Linked DNA regions of Capsicum annuum: region 2 is linked to region 1. The links are chromatin contacts, called in public Hi-C maps. All regions are on one chromosome and are shown on one strand. The core of a region is the stretch at or near the end of the contact, and the rest is flanking DNA. Distances in the headings are between cores, read along the strand shown. Region 1 holds the start of LOC107850430 (violaxanthin de-epoxidase, chloroplastic). Region 2 overlaps LOC107850173.

The links. A called contact is a pair of places that touch in the nucleus more often than the background predicts.
Region 2: a Hi-C map of leaf shows a contact between it and region 1, with 2.8 times the contacts expected there. The contact joins the enhancer-like site here to the promoter of LOC107850430 in region 1. A contact is called at or near these places in 2 of 5 Hi-C or Micro-C datasets (bud and leaf).

What each region holds. Positions count from the first base shown.
Region 1 is chr12:150,767,526-150,770,257 of UCD10Xv1.1, reverse strand. It overlaps LOC107850430 (violaxanthin de-epoxidase, chloroplastic), which reads left to right and starts at 1,461. Exons shown (of 6, transcript XM_016694947.2): 1 at 1,461-1,718. It overlaps LOC124889955 (a small nucleolar RNA gene), which reads right to left and starts at 1,196; the gene lies at 1,110-1,196.
Region 2 is chr12:151,181,228-151,183,936 of UCD10Xv1.1, reverse strand. LOC107850173 reads left to right here. Exons shown (of 7, transcript XM_047400423.1): 6 at 225-443; 7 at 582-967. The coding sequence ends at 403. Among protein-coding and RNA genes, the nearest start is that of LOC107850173, 56 kb to the left of the region's middle. Within about 2 kb of position 1,351, at least 3 of the 5 cell types and tissues checked have an H3K27ac peak or open chromatin away from gene starts, as enhancers often do. A contact at or near this core is called in bud and leaf, where this site is marked.

The DNA.
Region 1 (2,732 bases), core at 212-2,711:
ACAAAACTAACACATCTATTTTTTTTTTATTACACTATGCCAAAAAAACCCCTGTGTTTTATGTGTTGTAGATGTAGAAAGGTAGGTGTTTTGGGGGTGTCGATGAAGTTCATGCCAAGGGAGTGGAATGCTTGGTTAAGTTTAACAGTTTTTACTTACCTTCGCCGTTAGTTTTAGGGGTAGAGATTAACGGGTCGTTTGGTAGAGTGTGTTAAAAAATTAATGCTTGCATTAGCTTTGTGTATTACTAATATCTTGTTTGGTACACTTCTGCATCCTAATGTATTACTTATGTTTGCATTAGTCATACACTCTATTTAGTATTAAGGTGTGTATTACTAATGCATAGATATCCATGGTATTAGTAATGCAGTGGAGTCTAATGCATGCATTAGTATGGTTAAAGTCATAGTTGTCCCTTAAAATTATGCAATTCATGTTATTTTTAATACAACAAATCAAACACTACATAAGAAAAAAAAAGCATAACTTATGCAACCATTACTAATAGACAATATTTTACATTAATCTTATACGCCCTACAGAACGACCCCTAAAAGTGTCCACTTTTTGCATAGGGGATTATTTCTGTTAAGTGGGTTTCATCGAGGACCAAAGTTGTCGCCGTTTGGCCATGAAAATTAAAAAAAATCGAAGTTGGAGTTGGAGTTGTGTTTGGCCATGTCTTCTTGAAAGATTTTTTTAGACTTTTGAAAAATCTCTTTTAAATATGATTTTATGCCCTCAACTTTAAAAGACTCAAAATCACCCAACTACTAATTTACCTACTAACATACAACCAAATGCGGTTCTTATAGATAGACATTTTCATTACTCGAACCAAGTTTGCATTAACGAAGAAAATAGCACTCGAAAACAAAGATTGACAACTAATGACTCTCTTAACAAGCATTAGAGCTACAAGAGATAGAATGATTGATTTGGATCATTTGCTAAGACGCATTATTAGACGCATCATTTGTTTTTTTATTTGGATCTTCACTAGGTCCTCGCTTGTTCTTAAATCACTTTTCAGTTTTCCCAATTGCAAGAATTAACTCAAGATGTTGAAACAAAATTGAAGAAAGATAATGTAAAAATGTCTTAGATGCAATCTCAACCGAAAGATGATGATATTTTTGTATTAATCACTGTTCAATCAATAATTATGAAAAAAAAATCTATCATTGATTGCATTAGTGAACACTTAGAACTTATAAATATTATGAGGATTTTGTGTAAAAAATTTAAAAATTGAAATTATATGTAATAATAATAAAAGTTAAAATTAGAGTTGAAAAATTGTGAAAATAACATAAATCTATTTTTACTTTTTAAAAAATAATTTTAAAATAATTTTTAAAACTTTATGACCAAACACTATAATTTTAATTAAGTAAAAGAAATTTTGGAAAAAAGAAATATTTTTTATAGGCAAACGGCCGCTTAATTTTCTAAGCAAATGTCAGTTGTCAAAACTTGCAAATTGAAAAAAAAAAAAAAAAAAAAGTGGAAAACCGGTTTGCAGGGAAACAAGAAATGTGGTGACGTTGCTAAACTAATTATCACAAGATGTCTTATCCTCCTCCATCCATTTCCCCTTCACTCAACTTGTTCACACTTAAAAAGACCCAAATTCAGATAAAAGAAAACATTACAAACCCCACAAAACTCCTTATACTCAATGTTCAATCTGCTTAGCACTCTATTTACATGAGGTGAGTTATTGAGATTTCTATTTATAACATATTCACTTCTTCATGTCGGAATGTCTCCACAGTCCAGAAATTTGTGAATTGCTTCGTACAAGAACACGTTGGTCATTTAATGATTGAATGTGGTTCTTCGTTGACTTTTCACTTATATTACATGTACCTTAACTTGCCTTGCCATCACCATTTAGCTATTGCATTTATTTTTTTTCGTTGCTGGTCATATGTATGGAACCAATTTTGGGATTGGACACAGTATGGACACAGTATGAAAGATCTTTTAAATGCACATATCCCCAATGTGGGTGGGAGGTTGAAAACTGACATGGAAGTCAGGGTGAGACGGAATAAATCAAGTGCTTAATATGTTTTTGAGTATGTAGATAAGTATTAAAGGGTAGCTTTGGATAGTTTTATTGAAATCTCATTGCTGAAACAACTGAAGTACAACCTCTGATAATAAGAGCAAAGTGAATCATTGCTGAAATAGCTGAAGCACAGTGCTCGAATAATAAGAGCAAACTGAATGCATGAATTTGACTGGGCATTGGTTTATTAAAGCCTAGTTTCAGGACAATATCATTATGAATCCAACAATGTGGTTCTCTGTTAACCTCAAAACCCCAACTAAAATAACCTCATTTAAATACCAAAGTCCCCGATGGATTCAGATCTGCTATGTCTTTGGTTTGGAGCTCATCCACAGAACAAGGAAAAGAAAAACTTACTCTCTTTCGTGGGTTTCATCAAAAGCTTTTGGTTCCATGAAAGTTAGTCCCTTGACCTTAGAATGATCACCCTAATCTTAATGCAACCTCTCAGATTATTGTAACAAGCTTTGGGCTATTGGAGACTAATTAACTGATCTATATTTGGAGCAGGCTTGTAAGTGTTAGGAAATGGAGTGTAGCTTTTGATTGCTAATGAGTTTGGTTTAAGAGGGGTGTCGGCTTCGCAGCTTTTGAATTTGTTAATTATAATTTTTTTGTTGCTAGAGGTAATGACAGACTCTATCTTTCA
Region 2 (2,709 bases), core at 102-2,601, 410 kb before region 1:
TTGTAGTTGAGCAGCCAATTGTGCTACCAGTGGGTAAGGTTCTTTTTACCAAATCAGCGCTGTGTTAAAGAAGTGCAGTAGAGAAGCTATATCTGACGTTTCAGCTATATCGATTGTGAATGAAGTGATAAGCCACAGGTAAAATAGTGAATCAGGAGAGCGATATGAGATTGTGTAAACGTGTAGTGTTTGCCGAAGGTGATGTCACTGCTTTTGTTCTGCAGAATTGCAGGTTGCTGATCATATAAGTATGACCAATCTCCAGAAAGATCTGCAAAATCTCTTTGAATATAATATGATGCTCAGGGAAAAGTTGATTGCTGCCCAGTCAATGCTTCATTCATTAGCCAACAAGGGGTCGACTTTAGCAGCTGATAGTGGTGATATCATTATTAGAGAATGATTCTGCTCCATTAAGGTTGTAGGTGTGTGGATGAACGAAGGCAAGAAATAGCTGCTACTTATCTGCACATTCAAAACTCTCTTCTCTTGAATGTTCTGAGAGATTCTAGGATCTTGTGTTATGAGTGGAAATTGGCTCAAAATCTGATTGTTGAAGTTGTGGTTACCAATCTGTGCAGAGGTTGCTGACTTTGCTCTCTTTGGCGTAGCTGTTTATAATACTTTCTTAGCACAACACGTACTGAATGCGATGCTCCAAGGTGCTGAAGTACTTTCTTCTGTGCTGCGCCTTACGCACATTATGGATTCAGATGCATTATGACCTGAGGATCGTTGGGAGTGGTTGAATACGATGGTGTTTACTGTTTGTTGTATAATTTTCATTACAATTAGAAGGGGGGTTCATTCTTTTGGGAGCAGCATGGTGTTCGTCTGTGAGTTAAATATCTGAATGTACATTATGTAGGACAGTGATTTTAAGGAAATTTGATTATGATGATTTTTGCGTGCATTGGATACAGAAGTTATTAAGGCATGTAATCTACCTGAGGTGGTCCTGGCGAAATGCTTTTGGTATTTTCCTTATTGTCGTTTCGTTTCTCTTCAAGTACTCGCAGTTTTCTCAGTTTCGTTTTGTCAAGAATGAGAAAGTGGTTGCACGCAGGCCGTGTGGCAAGGTGATAAGACATCAGAGGAAGATTAAGATTACTTGGTTTGCACGTCTTTTTTGAGTTCACGAAGTCATAATTGTTTCATGAATGAAGTGATTCTTTTGCCCTGCTCCAATATCTCTCTTTTTTTGCCAAACAAAAAAAAAGAAAAGAAAATCCTCTATTCGTTTAGGTGCCCAATTTGAACCGTCCAAGTCATAACTCGTAAGGGTTTGGGTTGGATGGCGTATCCATTAGCATTGCTTAGTTTAAAGAACGTCTTGACTGCGGATAGATTCAACTTTTGCCGGTCGGAATCGTTATGATTTGTAAGAACACATCAATAAACCACATATATAGAAGGAAGTTTCTAAAACATTACGATATAATAGATAGGTCAGATATCGTAATTGGTACATCTCATTTTACTTGAAAATTGTTACTCTTTGGAGTCAAAGCACTAATTTTTTAATGCGATTCTTTCAGTAATTCTTTTCAAAATAATTTGAATTATTAATTATACTGCACCCTCCATTTTTTTTATTTGTTTTCTTTTCTTTTTAAGATTCAAAGAATACAGATTTGAATCAATATTTAAGATGTATTTTTTAATCAAATTAAAAAAGAAAATATAATTTATAGTACTTTTCATATAATTTTTGAATAGCTAAATTTTAATTTTAAAAAATTAAAATAATCTAATCTAATTTAGCTTCTCGAAAAATAAAGAGATCAAGTAAAAAGGTACAGAGGGACTAACTTATAGGCATCGAATATTAGTTGCTTCGGCCTCATCCTCCAAGCATCTCCACATAACTTGAAGGAACAGTTACAAAGATAGTCTAGGTTGCAAAATGAGAGTGTTCCTAGGATAATTTTCACAATTACAATTGATAGTATCTTTTTCTCTTTTTTCTTCCTTTTTTTTTTTTTCCTTTCTTCTATCTCTATGACTATGTCGATTATAAGTCATGGATAATGATGGATACAACATAACCACTCATTATATTTGTACTAACCGTAATTTTTTTATTTATTTTTTTAACTTTTTGATTTTTTTTCAACTTACATTTTTTTTTTCCTTTTTCAATTTTTTCTTTTCGTTTTTTTTTCTGTCTTCCATCGCTAACTTCTATTTCTCTTTCTTTTTTTTCCTTTCTAATTTTTTCTTTTAATTTTTTTGTATTTCTTTTCTTTCTACCTTTTTTTTCCCTTTTTCGTTTTTTTTTCCTTCATTTCTTCGTTTTCATATTTTTTTCTTTATTTCTTCTTTTTTTTTTTCCTATTTTATTTTATCCTTTTCTTTCTTTTCACTTTTTTTTCTTTTCGTTTTCCCTCTTCTATCTGTAACTTTCTATTTTTCTTTCTTCATTTTTTTCTTTTTTTCCTTTTTTCTTTGAGGTTTTCGTTTTTATATTTTTATTTCTCTTTTCTTGTTTTTTTTTATTTTTTTGTATTTTCAAAAAATATGGCTATGTCGAGCATAAGTCACAAATGATAACGAAAGTCCCACAATCGCTTCTTATATTTGTATTCACACCATCATTTGTATTTTTGTATTCATTGCTACAATTGTATTTGTATTTCATAGTTCAAGCTTGTATTTATATTTGTATTTTATAGTTTACAATTATATTTGTATTTTGTAGTTCATTTG